Regions from separate parts of the Mus musculus genome. Here regions 1 and 3 are each linked to region 2. The links are chromatin contacts, called in public capture Hi-C and promoter capture Hi-C maps. All regions are on one chromosome and are shown on one strand. The core of a region is the stretch at or near the end of the contact, and the rest is flanking DNA. Distances in the headings are between cores, read along the strand shown. Region 1 holds the start of 1700041B01Rik (a long non-coding RNA gene). Region 2 holds the start of A730060N03Rik (a long non-coding RNA gene). Region 3 holds the start of Elfn2 (leucine rich repeat and fibronectin type III, extracellular 2).

Region 1 (3,296 bases), core at 126-2,625, 550 kb after region 2:
CTGTGAGGAGTCTCCCTGGGCATGACACTCCCCTCCTGCAGGGCCCCACGCCTCTCTCCATGAAGCTCCAAGCTCCTAGCCTCCTGTACTCAGTGTGACAGTCCTCTCCATCTGTCCCATGTGGCTGGCCGGGTGCCTCTTTGGAGGGCCCCAGCTTCGTTTCCAGATGGAAACAGCCCGGTGTGGATCCTTCCACAGCCCCTCCCACAGGAACATGGCCTTGAGAACACTCTTCTAAGGCTGCTTTTCCCCGGTGGAGAGGAGGAAGAACAAGCAGAAGTGGTTCAGGACAGAGATGGTTAACAGGGAAGGAGTGTCTGTAAAGATGGAGGAAGGCAGGCAAACACTTGTGGGCCCAATGCCCAGAAAGATGGGAGGAGGGTCTGGGGCAGGGCTAGGTTGGCGGCACCTGTTTTGGTCTTCTGCAGAGCTGGCCCTCCCTGGGTTTCAAGAGCTGCTTGGATCACATGGAGGGAATGGGGGTGGGGAGGGGAGTCTGGACAAACTGGCACATACACGACAGATGTTTGCTCAGAAAAAATACAGTAAAATCGTCATGCAAAGATAACAGGGGTCTGCTTGCTCACGCCCCTAGCCTCTCGGCCTGCCTGCTATTCTCAGGGTGGTCAGTGGGTATAGGGTAGGGTGAGGGGTGGGGTTTGTGGCTAAGGGAGCTCTGTTCTCCACATCCAGGCTGGCCAGTCCCCTCCTCTCCCCAGAACAGTCTTTTTTTTTCTTTATTTTTTATTTTTATTTTTTGCAAATGTCACCCCTGAGTGAGCCCTGGGCTCAGCCCACCCCGAAGTCGATGTGATAGAGGTGTTCAGTCAAGTCTCCCCACCCCCGGTCCTTCCCCATACCCTACCCCCAAGGATAGCCCTAGCTTTCCTGGTCAGAGCCCTCACCGGTCAAGTGAGATGCCTCTCGCCCACCATCCTCCTCACTCAAGAGTCACAAATCTCTTATCTCATGTAAGCCAAAAAGAGCAGCAGGAATGAAGGAGTCTCAGGAAGTTGGGGTTGAGCTGAGAAGGCTCCTCCCTATCTCAATGGGAAGCTAAGGGGCACACAGGCAGGGGGCAGAACTGCCCAGTACAGCTGTCCCAATGCCCCACAGGCCCACTGCCCACTCAAAGGCAAAGGACAATGCCTTAGCCTAGTCTCGGGACTCCAGAGCTTGTCCCCAGAAGCTCTTGGCTCTCGAGAGAGCTGCCACCTGGCCAGGCTTCCTTTACCCCCCTCTGCTGCCACCCACACTGAGAGAACTCAGTGAGAGAGCCCAACGGTTGGTCAGTTAGTCGCTCTGGGCACCAACTGCCAGGCTCTGGGTTGCCATGGCAACGGACTAGCTAGGGAAGGGGAGGGGCCAGGAACCTGGCCCTGCACCCTGACCAGGGCAGTAGGAGGCACCTCACTGTTTGTGCTTTGATTGGTGTTGGGAGTGGGTCATAAAGAGGATGGTGGCCATTTCCATGGAAATATGGGAGTCCCTCTAAGCCAGGGGATAAGACAGGGTGGGGTGGGGCAGATGCCCTCCTGGGCAGGCCGAGATGCTGCACACAGCAGGAGCCAGACAAGTGGGGTGCAGGGTGCAGGGAGAGATCCCCACATTCTACATCATCTCCACACTGGCCCCAGGCCTTGTCATTCACTGTTGCCTCTCTGTGGTGGGTAGGAGTCCCGGAGACCCAGAGAAACTAGGGGCTGTGGCATGGGGGCCTACACCTGAGATACCAGTGGGGAGCAGGTCTACCCACCACCCCACACCCAGGCAGCTCCCCAGGGCTACTTGGAAGACACTTGAAGGGGGCTGGTGGCACCCTTTGCCTCTGCTTCTGTCTGGTTAGCAGGACATTGCTTACTCTTGGCCTCCCAGGGCTAGGGACCATAGCCTTTCACCTTGTAGATGCCCATGGACTTTCTAAAGAGCACCTGCCTGCTTCAGTCCCTAGACCCCTGAGACCACAACTTTGGAAGGAGTAGCAGATGAATGGGGGCGGAGCCCAGAGGAGCAGCTGGAGGCGGGGCCAGCACTGGGCCAGGAAGCTGGGAGACAGAGCTGTAACCTGTTGGGTGAGAGACCCCTAGGGCTTCTTTTCCTCTCTCTGGGCCATCCGTAGTGGGAGGAGAGGATGCCCAATGTCCACATGTTGCCACGTCTCCAAGGGAAATGTTCCCAAGCTTGGAGGATAGCCTCTCTGAACAAGAGGCCTGTGGTTGACCTCTACCCAAATCTCTTTTGCCACCAAAACCCGCCTGAGTCTCAGGCCCCCCACACCCTCTCTGGCCTCTTTCCCCAGCCCAGCAAGAAGTCCCTTGGGCAGCACAGTAGAGACAACTGGTGTCAGTAGCAGGTTGTAAACTTTAAGGAAAATGTTTGTTTTCCTGTCCGCTATTATTGGGTGTTGGTTACTTCACAGTCAGGTGGTGGTCAAGTGTGTGTGTGTGGGTGCGTGTGTGCGTGTGTGCGTGTGCGTCCACTCCTAGGCCCGGGCCCCTCGGCCCCAGGCTCCTTGGCCTGTCTCCCGTCTCCCGGCCACCCTGTTGGGGGGCCCTTCCCCCAAGTCCCCTTGCCCTCCTCCCCATCACCTCACCGGTGGGGGAGGAGAGGGTCACAGCTTCTGCTGGGCTGAGACCCCCTTCCAGTAATCAAGGATGTCATGCAGGTCCTCATCCTTCGCGAACTGGACCTTCTTACGCAGGGCGTGGCCGGCAGCCATGTATACCTCCTCGCGATGGTGTTTCTTGTAGGGCCGGAAGCGCTCCCAGATCTTATGTGTGCTCTCAGACGAGTACTCGGGGCTGGAGGAGTACCCTGAGTAGTAATGTCTGGGGGAGAGCTGCGAATAGGTGGAGTCTCGCTTAGAGCGGGTCAGTGGCTTGAGGAAGGACACACGCTGGCTCAGGCTGTCGGCGCCCTCCTCGTAGTAGAGAGCGGGGAAGCTGTGCCGGTGCTCGCTGCAGTGGTAGGCCGGCTTCACCTCCAGGTGGTGGATGCCACCACCCCCACCACTGCTCCCGCTGCTGCCCGTGGGCACCAGGGGAAGCCTGTCCAGCGGGCTGTTGAGGGGGCTGCCTTTCTCAATGTACTTGGAGTCGCTCTTAGCCAGTCCCGTGGGGGTCGGGTGGTCTGGCACATCCAGACTGAAGACCTTGGCGCTCTTGATGGAGCCACTGGACGACACGCTGCAGGTCTTACGGCTCACTGCGGCGTCGGCGCTCAGCTGGCGCTGCAGCGGGTGGTGGGAGCTCTCCTTGTAGGGGGGTGACAGGAAGCTGGGCCGCTCCAGCGCCCCG
Region 2 (3,199 bases), core at 607-3,106:
TGTCCCCAAAGCAACCCTCATTCCCTTTGCTTTCTTTCTCTTTCGGCATCAAAGCTTGCCATAAATGTTTAATTACATGGAAGCTGCCTTTTCACTGAAAATGACTGGCGCTATGAAAGGCTTTTCATTTTTTAAGAGAGGCAGAATGCGTGTGTGTAAAACGGTCCCTATTAATTTCCTGATATTGACTCTCTGGCTGAGGAGGAGCACGGAGTGTTCAGCAGAGAGCACCTCTGCAGAATGTTAAAGGCAGCGCTTGGACTGAGAAAGGGTATCAAATGCAGTATGCGTCAAACAGACCATCGCTCAATGAAGTCACTTAGCTATTCAAAACATGTTCAGCCATCACTCAACCGTTTGCACCAAGAACACCGGGAGGGGGCATGTGATGGGAGCTCTTTTCCCAGACCAGTGTTTGGCTTAGTATAGGTTAGACACCCCCCAACCCCCCAGGATCACATCAGTTTTGCCCTCTCCCCCATCTGCTGGCCCCAACTCCCTGCAGCACCATCCCATGTTGAGCTTAACAAACAGTTCTGCAGTGCTCACTTCCCGATGCCACCTCAAAGGGCCTCCAGGCTTGGTTCACATCAGTGGAACACATACAAGCCTCTTTCCATACAGGGGCATATGTGTCTCTCTGTCTGTCTTCCTATAGGTGGCTTTTGCACACAGACAGATATAGCTATGCAAATTCACTCCTTCATATTAAAGTCTGTGGCTAAATGCAGCTTGTATGACCTGCAGAGTTCCCCCCTCTTGTGTTTATTAATGTATCCCAAAAGCACATGCCTTCCTCATGTCCTAGTGTCCTGGCCTTTACATTGTGGGAGCCCCTCAGCCCACAGCACATGCGGCGCACATGCCCCAATGACTCTGCAAGATCAAGACCAACAGCTGACACCCCCACCCCATTTTTTCCCATTCCACCCCTCAACCTCTCCATGCCCTCGCCTCCTGCCTGCACAGTGCTGACTCGACTTGCTTCTGGGTGACAGACATGTCACTCTGCGTGGAAGCAAATCAGCGCTCGGTCTAACCCGCAAGTGACCGCTGTTGATTAGAACTTGGGCTTGTTTCCTGTGAGAGACACATGCATTTTAGACTTCGTAAACGTTAAAAACACACACATACACACAGCCAGCCACCTCGAATGGTACGCGGGGCTCGTAGACATTACGAAATGCTCTTGAACTCGGCTTGAGCTCCTAGAATAATTAGAATCTACCAAATAAGGATTCTTAGAAACAACAGATTTCTTTTTTTAAAGGGAGACTTGCAGATGGTGCTGGGCCTGTAACTTTTGAGGAGCGAGAGAAGAGGAAGAGCATTTTTTTCTGAATCCTTCATTGCAAAAGGCTGAGCAGCACACAGGGAAGCAATTATTTTTCCCTCCTCATAGGTGGCAAAGCCAGACCCAAAGGCAAACCCTAAGGACTCCAAAGCATCCAGAGCACATCTGAACTCTACAGACAATTTCCTGTTTTCACCATACCATAGATCATTCCAATGAGGAGGTTTGGGAGGACGGGGTGGAAGCCAAAGAGTAGAGAGTGTGGGTTCTGCTTATTGATTTTCTTTCCTCTGAAACTAACCCAGTCAACCTTGATCTGCAGCGGCAGCGGCGGAGGGAGTGAAGTGGGAAAATGGTGGAATGTGGAGGGGACTTATTTGGAGGCGGGGGGGGGGGTGTGGAGGGGAGGGGCGGCGTGGGAAGGGGGAGGAGGTTGGAAATCAAATACCTTCGAGGCAGCAGGTTCTCCATAATCCGGAATGGGTCATAACTTCCTCGTTCTTCTTGCTGGTTTCATTCTCACTGACACTTTTGGTCTTGCAAACCCCTCTGGAGTACAGCCAATAGTCGGTTCCCACAGCGATGGTCATCAAGCTGAAGGCAGCGAAAGCACCAACGGTGGTTAAAAGCATTTGAACACCTCGATCAAACAGCCCCATAATTCTTCATTATATAAACACCCAACCGACTTCTGGTTCTCAGGAGCGTGTGTGTGAGGGTGCGATTGGTAATTCCACTACTAATATAATGGATATATGTGTGAATAGAGAATATGGAGAGATATAAAAAAAGGGAGATAAGAAAGCTCACGGAAAAGTGTGTAAATTATAAAGATCACACGGGAAGAGAGGCTTGCCTTTTGAGATCAAAAAACTGTTCCAGTTGCAGCGATTTTTTTAAAAAAAGGGAAAATAAATAAAAAGACACCCCCCCACCCCCCCAAGTGAGATGCCTTAATCTCTTTTCCTAAAATTCTGGTCTCCAGTTTCCATATGTGATCGCTAATTTGGAGATGGCTTCCACAGCGCGCCAGGGTACAGCCGAATTCTCAACACCATCTCTCATGGTCCGGACCTAGACAGTTAGAGACTGGAAGAGCTGGGAAGCAACCTTCGGTCTTCGTTCGCGGCTCTGCGGCCTGCGCCATGAAAATCCGTGGCTTCGCCAGTTCTCTTCCTTGGGGAGGGAGGGGGTCCTCGAGGCGCCTCCGTTTCAGAGGAGACTGCCCAGTCTTCTGCAAGCCCTCGAGCTCAGCTGCACCGGTGAGGGGGTCTCGCCTCCCATGGTTGTGCCCCGGCGGCGGTAACGGCGGCGGCGGCGGCAGCGGCAGCGGCAGCAGGGTTGGCGGGCGCGGTGGCGGCAGGACGAGCAGCCGCGGTTATTGTTGTTGGCGGCGGGGGTAGTGTCGGCGAAGTGGGGGAGGGAGGGGGTTTCTCCCGGAGAATCGAGGCGGGGTTCCCTCCCCCGATCCGCAAAGCTCCTCGGAAGCCAGCGAGCGAGCGAGCGATGGGGCGCGCTAGCCGGCGTCTTGCAGCAGGCAGGCCCGCCCGCCTCCCCCGCTCACGGCCGCGCAGCCCCGGGCCAGGCGCTCCCAGCTACAGCATCGCCGTGGTGCTGAAACGGACAGCTCACCCCGGCCGGGCTCGTCCACTTACTGCATCGCCGTAGTGCTGAAGTGGACAGCTCCCCACGACCGGGCGCTCTCACCTACAGCATCGCCGCGGTGCTGGACTGGACAGCTCTCGGAGCAGGAGCGCCCACCTACTGCGTCGCCGTGGTGCTGAACTGGACAACTCCCCCACTCTGTGCGCTCCCTGCGCTCTGTAGCCGGCCAGGAGTGGGGCCCTGGCCACGGGGCCTCTGTCGTCCGCGGACGGGCCAGGCCAGGGCCAAGCGCAGGGCTGC
Region 3 (3,444 bases), core at 43-2,542, 600 kb after region 2:
AGAGAGAGAGAGAGAGAGAGAGAGAGAGAGAGAGACGCACACAGGCACATACAGACACACAGACACATACAAGCTCTCTCCCCTCCAAATATTCCAAGGAAGCCCTGCTGAGCCACAGATTGTGTGTGTGTCTGTGTGGCAATGGGGGTCTATCCTGAGTCAATACACATCCTTTCCACATGCATATACCACCCCACCAGCCAACACACCCACCCTCTACCCCCTCCTAGCCAGTAGCAGTACACACACACACACACACACACACACACACCACTAGGCAATGGTGGGGCTCAGTCAGAGCTGCAGTCTGTCCGTTTATGCTGGTGCTTCTGTCCCACACCAGCCCTGCCGAGGGGAAAAAAATCCAAGTCCTTGCAAGGGTCCCAGCATACCCTAACTCTGGTCCCCCTACTACATTCACAGTGCCCCTGAGAGATAGGGGGCAAGTCGAAAGCCGGTCCCTTCCCCCTGGGCTAGAGATCTAGCCACCCTGTGAAGCCCCCCTTACCAGTGAGATGAATTCCTTGACCCGCCACGACTCAGTGAAAAGCGGGCCGGAGCTCTGGTTCGCCAAAATGGGGGCCAGAGAGGTGCGGCGTGGTACTGGCTAGCAAAACCCTGCTCAAGCTTCTGCATCACCACCGCGAAAATGTTCACCTCGACGCTCGTCCTCCCTGCCCTCCCACCACGCCTCCGCCCAGCCTCTCCCCCACCACCTTGCGCAGGGTGGTCCCTTGGGGGTCTTATGGGGGATCCCCAGACCAAGAAGAACCAAGAAGAGTGGCTCTCCCTGCCTCATCCTCCCCTCCCAGGTCCCTTTCCAAGCCCCACCCCCGCTGGCGGCCAGGGAGCCCTCAGCTCAGCCTGGATTCCCGGGGTCCCCGCCAGCCGCCTGCAGCACTCGGATCCGGAGGAATCCACTCACCTCCAGTCCTGACTGGGATCCGAGCGGGATGCCACCACCTCCCGGCAGCGGCTGCTGCGGGGCCTGCGCCGGAGAGCGAGCGTGAGCGCGGGTGCGAGTGTGCGCGGCGGCCGGCCGTGGCTCTGTGCGTGTCGTGTGTCTGTGGCGTGGCCCGGGCGTGTGTGTCTGTGAGCGTGCGTGTGCGCGCAGACACTGCCACCCCCGCCTCCCGCCGCGTAGGGCTGCTGCCCGCAGAGGGCCCGGGTGCTGGGCGGAGGACCTCAGGGGCTGGCGATCACTGCGTCTGTCGGTCCGTCCGGCTCTGTAGCCAGATCCCTTCACAGGCCTCTCTCCGCTGCAGACCCTCCCGCCCCTCCGCCGTCTGCTTCCACGGCCACAAGCGCGCTCCCAGACACACGCCACGGGGCGGGGGCCGCGCTGGGCTCTGGCGCTACTGCAGCTGCAGCGCCCTGTGAGGTGGCTGCACCGCGGACCGCCAAGCCCCGGGCACCCGCCGAGCGCGCCCCCCGGCCCCGCCCCACCTCGGCCACCTCTCTCCGGGCTATGTCTCAGTTCACCCCACCACCGCCTCCTCCAGCTCATTCAACAGCTGGAGGCAAAGTTGCCCCGGGTGCAGCGCCCTGCTCGAGGACAATCTCATCCCCAACCCCGCTTCCCCCCTTCCCATGCCCGAGCACCCCTTTCCGCCTGCGCCCTGACCCGGTGTTCCGCGTGTAACCACTGGAGAGCACTGCGGTGGAGCTGCTGCGTTCCCATTTTGCAGGCGGGACAGCTGAGGCGGGTGAGCAGAGTGCTTGCCCAAAGTTTATACAGCGAGTCCGAGTCCGTGGAGTCTCCCAATTCTCCCTGCCTCCAAACCAAGGCATTTGGCTACCCCTCGCTGCCTTACCCCATCCCCGGGAGCATATTGGGCTCTGTGGCCACAAAGAGAAACTTCCTAAGGCCTTCCTGGCCACAGCTTAAGCTCCGCTTCAAACACAGACACCACCACCATCACCACCACCACCACCACCTGCAAGGGAGTCTCCCTGCAAGGCAGCGGTAGTTGAGGCTCTGCACCCGAAGCTGGGCACACAAGCAGCTGGTGGGAGTCTGGGCTGATGTCAGGAGTCTCCTCCAGCCGTTGTGACCCGCCAACCCAGACAGTTGAGCTCTGCCGCCGCCAGACTTTGTGCTTCGCAATCACTTTTCCGGGCCGCATTCACCAGAGCCTGTCCTCAGGTGGTGCACAGCGACTCAGCCCGGCTGCTGGAACTCCTAACAGGCCTGGGCTGAGTCTGGACAGATGAATGGGAGCTGATGGGTAGGAGTTGCTCAGCTGAAGGAAGTGGAGAAGGGTATCCCAGACTGCGGGAACGACATGTGCAAAGTCACAGAGGCGGAAAGCATCCTGGTGTACTTAGTACAGAGGGACCCGTGGAGTTGGGTAGCACTAGAGCAGAAAGAAATGCTGTACAAAATCGCCTCGCTCTTGTCATCCGAGGACAGGAAAGTAGCCCAGGATAGGACCAGAAGGGTAGATAAGCGCTGAGACCCAGGCCACCTGTTATGTCACAATTTAGAGAGACTGTGGGGTGTCTCACCTCTAAGCCTCCCGACCTGTACCTTTTTGAGTGGCAGGCGCATTTCTTCCTACCCATCCTTCAGATCTTCTTTGCAGACCCAATGAAACCTTATGCTGCCTCTGTCTACTAACCTAATCCCCTTCCCCGAAGAGGGACCATAAGAACTCAGGGTTCCCTAACCGAGGCTAGGCACCGAGGTGGGTCCAGCTCCAGTAGCACACACCCCACCCCCGCCCCTACCATCCCCCACCCCACCATCTCCCGATCCCACCTCCGCCAAGCTCGCTTCTGTTGAAGAGACGGCTGCCCCTGCGCCCTCTAGCGGATCAAATGCGCGACTGCAGAAAACTCCCTGTGGCTCGCGTGTGCTGAGGTGGGCGCTGGCAGAGGCCTACTAAATCCAGCCCTGGTCCAAGACATTGAGCACTGACTCTGGGAAGCACCAGGCATAGAATTGCAAAGTAACATCTCTGATTCATCTGTATGAGTGTCCCGGTCATCAGCCAGAGTGAGAGTCACACCTTGCCCCACCCCCACCCCCAGCCTCAGTTTCCCGCCTGTAAGAAATGGTTAAGGTCGCACTTCCTTACTGGTGCCTTCTCTTTTCTCCTGGGGCCTGCAAAGCTGGCTAGACTCACTCAGCGGTAGTTTTGAGCTTCCATGGTTCCCACATTCCAGCTTTGAAGGCTGGCCCTTGCAGGGTAGAGATAAGCTGTTGCCAGTTTCCCTCTCTGAGCTCCGTTGTTGCACCACACAGATGATGACATTGGCCGGGGCTGAGGTGGTGTCATTGTTGACTACACCATCTGGTTCCTTGATTGGGCCTTCTCTACACAAGCACTGTCCAATGTAACTTTCCACCACAGCGGAAATGATTTAAGGAGTCACTAACCTCTTGTGGCTATTGTGTGGTTAAAACCGTGGCTTCTACAACTGCCGGGTGCACTTATCTTT

Evidence for each region. Promoter capture Hi-C pulls out the DNA fragments that hold promoters and counts their contacts. Capture Hi-C pulls out chosen DNA fragments and counts their contacts.
Region 1: a contact with region 2 is called in a capture Hi-C map of embryonic stem cells, with 2.9 times the contacts expected there. The contact joins the promoter of 1700041B01Rik here to the promoter of A730060N03Rik in region 2. A contact is called at or near these places in 4 of 39 promoter capture datasets (the 3T3-L1 cell line, cranial neural crest, liver and 1 more) and 1 of 9 other capture datasets (embryonic stem cells).
Region 3: a promoter capture Hi-C map of embryonic stem cells shows a contact between it and region 2, with 6 times the contacts expected there. The contact joins the promoter of Elfn2 here to the promoter of A730060N03Rik in region 2. A contact is called at or near these places in 11 of 39 promoter capture datasets (the 3T3-L1 cell line, 3T3-L1-derived adipocytes, cranial neural crest and 5 more), 1 of 484 Hi-C or Micro-C datasets (embryonic stem cells), 1 of 115 datasets of contacts at active chromatin or transcription factors (forebrain) and 1 of 9 other capture datasets (adipose tissue).

The regions. Positions count from the first base shown.
Region 1 is chr15:78,669,263-78,672,558 of GRCm38.p6, forward strand. 1700041B01Rik (a long non-coding RNA gene) reads left to right here and starts at 1,376. Exons shown (of 4, transcript XR_003951540.1): 1 at 1,376-1,666; 2 at 1,945-2,072. Elfn2 (leucine rich repeat and fibronectin type III, extracellular 2) reads right to left here. Exons shown (of 2, transcript NM_001358692.1): 2 at 1-3,296. The coding sequence ends at 2,612.
Region 2 is chr15:78,116,939-78,120,137 of GRCm38.p6, forward strand. A730060N03Rik (a long non-coding RNA gene) reads left to right here and starts at 1,857. Exons shown (of 2, transcript XR_875456.2): 1 at 1,857-3,199. It overlaps Cacng2 (calcium channel, voltage-dependent, gamma subunit 2), which reads right to left and starts at 2,342. Exons shown (of 4, transcript NM_007583.2): 1 at 1,743-2,342. The coding sequence starts at 1,953.
Region 3 is chr15:78,717,479-78,720,922 of GRCm38.p6, forward strand. It overlaps Elfn2 (leucine rich repeat and fibronectin type III, extracellular 2), which reads right to left and starts at 1,293. Exons shown (of 2, transcript NM_001358692.1): 1 at 926-1,293.